Linked DNA regions of Drosophila melanogaster: regions 1 and 2 are each linked to region 3. The links are chromatin contacts, called in public Hi-C and HiChIP or PLAC-seq maps. All regions are on one chromosome and are shown on one strand. Each heading gives the region's core, a stretch centred on a gene start, on an enhancer-like site or on the middle of the called end of the contact. The rest is flanking DNA. Distances are from core to core; before and after follow the strand shown. Region 1 holds the start of Cadps (Calcium-dependent secretion activator). Region 2 holds the start of pho (pleiohomeotic). Region 3 holds the start of lncRNA:CR44440 (long non-coding RNA:CR44440).

Region 1 (3,140 bases), core at 388-2,887, 1.2 Mb before region 3:
TTTACTTATTGAAATTATACTTATAAATCGTTTGTTTACATTTATAATACGCTATTTGATGGGGAATTTAAAAAAAAGGTGAATGTATGCCTTATAACTTAGAACAAAAATAACCATAGTTGATGGGTTTTCAAACGAATTCTTATTTTCGCTAAGTTAAAAAAACCTTTTATTTTTATTTGTAACACACCACCATCTGAAATATGTATATATTTGTTCACCACCACCCTTAAGGGTTGAAGAATAGAGCAATTTCTTTGGGAAGGTTAATTGCTTCAAATACCTTAAATATTAGATTTATGCTTGTCGTTCGGTAATGTATGGTGCTTATAATATAGCTTTAAATTATGAACAAACTTTATCACTATTTATATGAATTCGAGTTACACGATAACAAAACTTTGAATTCATTTACTATGTGAATGACAAACGAAATTCATAGTATAATTATTGACAAAAATATAAGTTTTTTATGTATTTTCAAGGCGACATCAGGTTTATTTCACAAATTATCTACTTCTATTTATACAGTTCTCTATTTTCACATATGAATAAATGGATTTCCGTTTGAAGAATAGTTAAGTTGGAGAAGCAAAAAAAATCGATGGAACTATCGATAACTTCGATGGTGGTAACCTTAGCACTCCCGTTACAACTACTGTTTTCGACGATTTGGTTGATGATTTGCAGAAGTTTCTGATTTTCAATAATTTAAGTAAAGCAGGACTGTCTGAAACACAATTAGATTTAAATTATGCCTAAATTTTGTAGTTGAAGGGATTCTTAAAATACTTTTTATTTTGGTTAAGATGAATTTCTTAATAACTATTTGATAAACGTTTTGGAAATTATATCTACCTTAGTTTATTTAGTTCAAAGAAATGGAATATTTTTTACAGATCAATAGAAACTGTCAAGACAAATAAAAACGTGGTGGAACTCCATAGTCAACTCGTTACTTATATAAAAATTAAAACAGAAAACAGTTAAATCTTTAAAAAATTAATCTGAGTCAAAAGTTAGTTTCTGGACTATATGCATTGCATTTGACTGTTTTACTGCCCGCCATGCTTGACAAAATAGCATTCGAGTCATAAAACACTATAAACAATGAGCACAAAACATTGATACTAGGACATTAGAGACTTGCCTTGATTTAACTTATACATATTTGTTGGCAAATCGATAGAAATATTCACAACAAATAATGATTTGATAAATATTAAGTAAAGTATTTGTCCTAAAACAACAGCTCTTTCGCCCATTCGTAAAAATTAACCCTAATGACATAATGATCATTATAAGCGAATAACAACGCTTTCTTAGGGCCATGCATGAATGATCTAAACTAAAAAAATGTTATACGACCTTTTTAAAATCATAATAGTAAAATGGGAAAACAGGAATAAATATTCCCATGAATTATATATGTATGTTACAATACCACACGTGTTCTTACGATTTGACTCGCATTATATGGGCAAACGATTGCCCTGCAAATTATATATAAAGTCGATTTCCGCTCGAAAACGGTCCGGTGGACTAAGTATTGATTTATTCAATTTTCGTCACAAACTTTGATATTAGAGCTGTTGTATGCTAAGTGGTTCCTATGTTTGAGTTGCGAAACAAGTTCTAAAGAACTTTATTCTGGACCACCGAAGTCATTTTATATGGTACTCCGTTGATTATGGTTATAAAACGTGCTTCAAACGCTATTGTGAGTACATGTGAGCCAGGTGGCATGTTAAAACTGTTTTAACACGGTCACACTGTTCTTCTCTTTGTTCGGGTCGCTTTGAAAATTGTGTATTCAAATGAAATTGTACGATAAACAAATATCTGGTTTTACCTATTTGTAAAGTATACAATACAAATCATTGCAATACATCAAATATTATAGCTCTCGGTTAATGTTTAATCAAACTGTTCTGATACAGTCTTCATCGATGTGCAATATTTGTACATATATGTATGTATGTACATGGACATAAACTCAATTAAGTGTTGACAATATACTTATTAAGGTATTATTATATTTAATTAATTAAAGGTATAGCAATACAAAAATAATAAATTTAAGCACAAGTGCCGAAGTTTATAACCTCAATATATATTACTATTTATTTTGGCTGTGCCTTTCAACTGTTCGTTATGTATATGCAGATGTAAGTACATATATACAAACTATTTACACAAATAAAAAGTATTTAGAAAAAACCAAGATCGGAAAGTTAAAAAACAAAATCAATTTTGATACGATAATAGGATATTTTTTTAAAGTAGAGTGCATTGCCGACTAAAATGTATATTAAGGCACACAATCGTTATTAAACCAAATATTTCTTATTCCAGTTGCGGCAAACTAGTTTAATGAAAACTGTGTTGTTATAAAACACATTAAATAATTCTGTATCCTGGGAACACCCGAAATGTAATAAACTAATTTATAACAATCTACATAAAATCGGATTTAATAACTACCATAAACAAGCGCACTATGGTCGGTTCTCAAGAAAAAAAAAACAATCATATCGAATTATCTGAAACACCCGCAACAGACAAAAATAATTTAAACACAACTCATCTGGAAAACACACAACTCTCAAAAGCACTTTCACCTCCTACATCACTACCTCAGATACAAATTCAGATGATTAACCAAAATTTAACACATACTGGTATCGCTCAAAATAATACTGAAAAAGCCAACCGTCATCAATACCGGGACAGTGGATTACAATATTTAACCCGATGCTTTGAACCATTGGCAATGCTCAATGATAGTAAAGAAGACTTTCCCACGCAGCCATCAAATAATATTGCCAATTACCCTGGAGATATTCAAATTTTACCCATTTTCGATTGCTGCGAAATTTCAGAGTCTATTCAAGGTAAAAAATTTTTTGTCACTAATAAGTATTTAAATGATCCTTTTAATTAAATTAAAAATTATAGCAATATCGTTGCCTAATGTAACATCTCCATCAAAGACAAAAGATGTTCCTGGGTTGTTTTTGCGTACGATTTCGGAAAATTCGAAATCAAAGTCGGAACCCGAATGTGAATCGCTAATTTCAGTCAAAGAATCTTCTGTAATGGAAAACCACACCTTTTTATTTCACGAACAAATTATTATG
Region 2 (3,195 bases), core at 335-2,834, 1.1 Mb before region 3:
GTATTTGTTGTATAGAAGCAATTACTGGACCACCGGCGGATGAAAAGGTGGACGACAATACGCAGCCTCTTTATTGAAGCAATATTAAAAAAGAAAATAATAAATTTAATAGATGAATTCTTTTTTGTTTTTATTTAAAACGTCGATGTTTTTTCAACATATTTCGCCAAAAACATCGATGTCCGCCATCATCGATATTTCTCAATCTCTATTAACAGAGTCAAATCAAAGACATTAGAATAACATGATTGGTAACGACCATACGTTGGTTTAGCACAATGCAGTCACTTTTTTGGTGACGGTCAATATTGACATTCTCTGGTAATCGAATTCGTAAGAATTTTACTTTTGTCTGGGCGAAATTAAAAGTAAATGCCTGTTATACATACATATATCTATCAAATCAGATCTTATTAACTAAGGAAAAAATATTTTATTCAGTGGTCTATCGATGTTAATTCCAAATCACCACAAGATCATTCTGCCAATGCGTTATTATACAAAAAATGTATTTCCGACCCCACCTCAGATTTGACAAACAACATTTTGCCGTCAGCAACAAATATTTTCGATTTAGCAAGGGGATTAGCAAAGGAGAAGTACGTTCCCAATATTTATTGCGAAGGCTGCCATACTGTTGGTAAAACGAAACAGGCAGGTAAAAATACTTATAAAATATAAAAGAATTCATTAATGAATTTCAGGAATGGCCAAAAGAGTTGTATGTATTTAATTAAATGTATTTTTATTACTTAAATGTCAAAGTGCAATAACAAAGTAATTGCGAACGTCGGACTTAAAACTGTAAAAAAAGGTGTCCGCTCTATGGTCTGGAAAACAGCTTGAACAGCTGTTTAATGTTTACAAAACATTCCGATAGCAAAAATTTTGCGAAAACCAAAACAGCTAAAAACGAAATCAAAAGATTTTGCCCAAATCGAAATAAAAAATAAAAATTACAGGAGCATGATTGACTATAAATTATCGCTGTGCATGCTTGGCATCTCTTACATCAGCACAAAACACAAGGATTGGCAGAATTGGCGCTTTTTCAAATCTACAGCAGAACACAAGATCAGTAGAGATGTTGAACCATCGGTGCCTGATCCCACGCAGTAGAAACTTTCCCCTTTCGTTTAACAGTTGCCTCTTTTAAATCTGTTCCAGTCTCATGTTAAGCTTTGTTAACGATGGGAAATTGGTTATAGCATGATTGCACTCGTTTTCCGAAATGAGGATGATTCCATTTCCACATTTTCGAAATGTATTTGTGGACCGTATCATATGAACTTTATTTATCACTAAAACTAATAGAAAAATATACACATTCTTTGATAGGATTTTCTTTAAGCATATGAAAAATTTAATTCATATCGGTTTACAAATTTGTAGTATTATTTAATTTTATGTTTTGCATGTATATTTCAAGCTATACCGATATAATTACAGAGATTACAGCCAGCTTGTTCTATATTTAGAAGCTAGTCGACGTGGAATCAAGATATATTTTGCGTTGTAAAAAAATACTAAAGTTTAGTATGTTGCAAAAAACCCAAATATTTAGGCATCGAATACCCATGCCAAACAAGCAGAATAACCTTTTCAATATTTTGAGTCATTTGGTATCGCGTTTTATAAAAATTACTTGAATTCTTTTGTTTTCCTCGGCTTTTAGTGAAACAATTCGACTATCATTAAATTTATGTGGCGTTTAATTAATCTTTCGTATTATTTCAATCAGAATTTTTTTAACATATTCACTACATTTTCTTAGAGAACCGTTTGTCATATTTAATGTATATTATGTTCCCTACTTAAATATGACAATTATTAATTCTGTGTGTGTACGTATCAATCATCCGTGATATTATATTCATGTCTTATATTGCCTACATATGGAATAATGGCAGTAAAAATGCTGTTCTTTCAGATACATCAAATAGCCTCAGGGAATGCAACGCTCAGGAAACATACAAATCTTACCTAACACATGTGCCTACAATTATCCTGGCATTTGAAATGCTTTAATACTAACTTTAAACTCATGCGTATGTGGATTATAGTATTGTAAATATGGCATACGAACGTTTTGGAATTATTCTTCAAAGTGAACAGTACGATGAAGATATAGGCAACACAAAAGTCAATCAGAAAATGAATGAAGGTAAGTTCGGATTTTACAGGCATGTCTATGTTTTGAAAATCGAATTATAGCAACAAAGCACTTTTTTATAAAGCGTAACAACAAAATACTGTTTAATGAAGCATAAAATATAAACATATTTACTTGTTATACCCGTTAGTCCTAGAGTAAAAGGGTATACTAGATTCGTTGAAAAGTATGTAGAAGGAATCGACCACAGTATTCTTACTCATGATCACTAGCGCCAAGTCGATCTGCCCGTATAAACGTTGAGATCTCGGGAACTAAATAAAAGATGTGAAAGTTAAGATAAAGCATGCACATTCTAGAGAAAATTACCACTTCTACTCCAACGCCCACAAACCTTCAAAAACTGTCAAAACTAAAATTTTAATATTGTTTAAGCCGCCATACTAACATTTTTAAGCCAAGCCCAGATCGTTAATGTCAGCTTTTAAGCGCCTTGGCATCGAAGAAATGAAGTATCATCAGATTGTTCAGTAATATGTTAGGTTAAGGTTTTTCCAAAGGAGGCAAGACTCGGAAGACTATCACTCAAAACACAGTGTTGACGGGTGTGAGGCTAATCCTCATCTCTCGTGAGTTACCTGTAATGGCGGAGACGCCGGGTACCCATGTAAGCGTTAGTTTGGGTGTGCTGTAGACGTTCAAGTTCAATAATGGTGTTGCTCACAGGCACGCTCTTGCTAGTGTTCGCTTGAAATGTTAATATGCCGCATGACTGTCCACAATCAAAGCTGTTATTCTGATTCCCATCTGACTCACATCGTTCTTTAATTGCTAAACTGCAGAGTCCTTATACCCTTGTGAGCGTTAGTTTAGTGTGCCGTAGATCTCCCAGTTCCATGATGGTGTTGCGCACAAGACCCGTTACCTTTTCGCTTTTGGCTTAAAGATTTAAAGAATATTATATGGATATGTACGGATTTGCGGATATCCTAATGTGCTTTTGAAGACATAGAATTTTAATTTAAAGTATTTTTAATTAGCTGCGCAAATAATTTTGTATAGAGAATATAGTAGCTAATTTG
Region 3 (3,367 bases), core at 62-2,561:
TCATGATTCTTACATTTTATTTTCACTTATATATGTTATGTTGTCTTATATTTTTTATTAAAAGTTTATTTTGTAGTGTGCTCGATTTTTAATCCAAAACTGTGTTACATAATGAGACGTATTTTTAATTACAATGAAGAGGATCAAAAAATTAAAAGATTACCATTCCTTTTTCGGAGTAGACAATGTCACAAGAGCTCGTGCTTAGCATTTGTTGGGGTCAATTGCTTCCAATTTTTAAAACCAACGAATATTTAAATATTTTTTTGTAATCAGAAATTTATCAATAGATTCTACATGACCTTGCTTAATTATCACATAAAGGAAAATATTTGCGCGGTTTAAGAGCTGGAAGTTCCTAAGTTTACCATTAACCTTTTTATTGATATTATTTTGTTTCGCTTTTTAATACTGCATTCTTAGCTTCACGGCAGCAGCGTTGCCAATGTAGATTTTTTCCTACTAGAATAAAAAAATACAGAATAAGCAATCATTTGCGTCATTGTGAGTTGTGAGTGCAAACCAACAAAACTGGAAAGGTGGAAACTAATTTATAAAATCAAAAACGTTTTCCCGATGACAAGCGATTTGTTCTTAGCTGGGAATAACACTATTATAATAATAATATTATACTTATATAATTCCTAATAATTTGCTCCAAGCATACATTTTTTTTTTTGTAAAAAGAAAATTAAAATTAATAAAAAGTAAGTAAGTAAGAGCTGCGTATCATTGTGCCGTTTGATATTCCAAATTCCTAATAAATTATTCTCTTATTGAGTTGAAAAATATCCATGTTTGTCATTATATGTGTTGTAAAGATTATAGACAGTTTAAGTGTACACATTAACCTCTTTGGTCAATCTAATCTAACTTTTTGGTAAGAGATGGTTTATCTCTTTAGCATCTCTTATCGCAGCATTTTCTGCGGCAGGTCTGGTTATGTTTCGAGTGTTCACGTCGGCTGTTAACGGATTTTTGATACATTGTTGTTATGTGTAAACAGTTCTATTTATGTACTTGTACATGTTGCACAGCGCAAATATTGTCGATTAACCATGGTTTCCCGTGCTAAGTTTCGATGTGATGCCAACCAAGTATAAACTAAAGATCCTGTGTTATACCAAAACGAATTCGGCGTTGTCAAGATCGATGTTCCCGATTGCTCTTCAGTTCACAAAGAATTTTCACAGTAAATAATGTGATAGCAGCATAAGTTTCATTAACTATCGCTTTGAAATATAGTCGGTTAACCGAAGTACACCCTTGCAAAGTGACTACACAAATGGATTGATGAAGCATTTTTATAGGGGTCAATATCCAATGCTAAGTGTTGAAAAAAATCCACAAATAAAACTTCAATATCTGTAGTGGTTCCCTAATTTAACTTATATATTCGGAGAATAAATGAAATTGTATATACATATGTACGTATGACAGGATCAGAAATCTCTCTGAGAATATATAAAAATCGAATCTTCAATTCAGTCAAAATTTAAAACCCACCGATATAATCTATTTAGTGATACTTATTTAACTAAGTGTTAATAATTTACAGGTCTTAATGACGGTTGGTCTTAATTTACAGTTGTAGAGAAATTCAATAAATTATTAATAAGACAATTGATTAGCAAAATAGCCATTCGTTGGACAAATTTTCCAAAAATTGTTGAATAATAATAATCAAATTTTTTAAATTTATATAATTTTAATAGTAAAAAAGGTACATAAGTAAAATTAGTATAAGTATATACATAAATAGTCCCAAACACTACGTGGCGTTGAAGCCTCCATGCCATGAGAAACCCTTAATGAAATAATTTAACATTAAACATGTTATGATTTTAAAATAATTTTATAAAATTTTAGCCATCGTGCCACATAAATCAATGTTGTTCAAAACTTTGTGTAGAGATAGGTGGGTCTGTAACACTCGAATCAAAAACAATATTAAGATAAAAATAGCGCGCACGGCAAGTGTTGCATGGAAGAAGATGAGATCAATTTAGATTCTTTGGAGATTGCTCTTTTTAACGCGACTACCATTTCATTGATATTATTTTACAAAAATGTTCCTGGAACATTTTAGACTCCATCGGTGGTGTCTTCTTTCTTTTTTCTTTTAACATTAGCCAATTGATTGGATGTGGAATCAGAACTGAAAACATTTAAACGATATCTACATAAATACTTCCGAGGTTTTTAATGGTAAGCTTCCCTTTAATGTGCTCCTTGTGAATACAGCATTACAATGCCCTCTAGCTCGATAGTTCAATTTGTATGCGATAGGCTGATACAGCCGATACTAATAATCTGCTCTAGGACTGATAGTGTACACACAACGTTTGAGCGTTGCCTAAGAAGTTTTTTTTAAATAAATATTTGTTTACATTGACTAATCGATTTTTTGTGTTAAACAACCTTATAAAAAATGCGCTAAACCTAAAATAGCCAAATGGATCATTTTAATTTAAAAATATTTATGCACCTACAGTGAATCAGCGGCATATAAAATTAATTCGCATTAAATTCAATCGATATTAAAAAGTTTATATATTAAGGAGAGAGAATGTAGAGCTAAATAATAATAAAAATGACATATGGGGAATTGATGCCCAAACTCAACTACAAACTGATCATACACAAAACCACAAATAAATATGTTGCGAAAGGAATTGTATTGTGCAAACATTATACATGTTTTACATGTACTGTGTATTATTATCATACTCGGTTCTCAGCATTATTGCGTTAACTGCATTGAAGAACTGCCGGCTCAGGCGTTATCTCCCTTAAATGACATAGTCGCCCAGTTTAACTTGCCATCAATACCAGTTCAATCAACAGCTTCCAGCTATGGCAATCGATCAATTGGAAACAATATAGAAAGTGTTAGAGACTCTCAATCTAAAAATTATTTTACTCACATGAGCTTCGACTTTATGCACAATGTTTTGTTTGCGGGTGCTACAAATAAAATACTTAAACTTAACGAAAACCTTCGAGTGCTGGCCGAGGCTGTTACTGGGCCGTTACATGATTCCCCGCAATGTCACGCTGGAGGCTGTCCGGAAGATATTGAGACATCGCTTGTCAATAACTTCAACAAAATTCTAGTAGTAAGCTACGCTCACGATGGTATTCTCATAGCGTGTGGAAGCATTCGACAAGGTAAAATAGCAAACACATATCAAAATAAAAATAAAATACTTAAGTCGGCGACTTCGTATGGGACCGAAACTCCTGACATATCGTATTGGTTTATAGAAGTTATTGGTCATTTTTTGTAGTCATCGTAGAACAATGTCGCAGTGTTTTTGAGCTCCACATAAAAAAGCGGCGAATATAAGTAATTATTCAAAAGTGC

What was found. Hi-C and Micro-C count contacts between places; a contact is called where the count stands out from the background. HiChIP or PLAC-seq counts read pairs in DNA pulled down with a chosen protein or histone mark.
Region 1: a POLR2A S2P HiChIP or PLAC-seq map of the Kc167 cell line shows a contact between it and region 3, with 7 times the contacts expected there. The contact joins the promoter of Cadps here to the promoter of lncRNA:CR44440 in region 3. A contact is called at or near these places in 6 of 107 Hi-C or Micro-C datasets (cellular blastoderm embryo, embryo and eye imaginal disc) and 1 of 6 datasets of contacts at active chromatin or transcription factors (the Kc167 cell line).
Region 2: a Hi-C map of the Kc167 cell line shows a contact between it and region 3, with 3 times the contacts expected there. The contact joins the promoter of pho here to the promoter of lncRNA:CR44440 in region 3. A contact is called at or near these places in 11 of 107 Hi-C or Micro-C datasets (the Kc167 cell line, brain, embryo and 3 more).

Annotation. Positions count from the first base shown.
Region 1 is chr4:1,229,334-1,232,473 of dm6, reverse strand. It overlaps Cadps (Calcium-dependent secretion activator), which reads right to left and starts at 1,637. Exons shown (of 23, transcript NM_001031858.2): 1 at 1,460-1,637. It overlaps Dyrk3 (Dual-specificity tyrosine phosphorylation-regulated kinase 3), which reads left to right and starts at 1,761. Exons shown (of 7, transcript NM_001038725.2): 1 at 1,761-1,976; 2 at 2,054-2,168; 3 at 2,356-2,894; 4 at 2,959-3,140. The coding sequence starts at 2,501.
Region 2 is chr4:1,180,017-1,183,211 of dm6, reverse strand. pho (pleiohomeotic) reads left to right here and starts at 1,584. Exons shown (of 7, transcript NM_166827.2): 1 at 1,584-1,622; 2 at 1,931-2,164. The coding sequence starts at 2,074.
Region 3 is chr4:42,718-46,084 of dm6, reverse strand. It overlaps lncRNA:CR44440 (long non-coding RNA:CR44440), which reads right to left and starts at 1,311. Exons shown (of 2, transcript NR_123742.1): 1 at 668-1,311; 2 at 11-598. PlexB (Plexin B) reads left to right here and starts at 2,307. Exons shown (of 5, transcript NM_001258471.2): 1 at 2,307-3,171. The coding sequence starts at 2,661. It also overlaps asRNA:CR45124.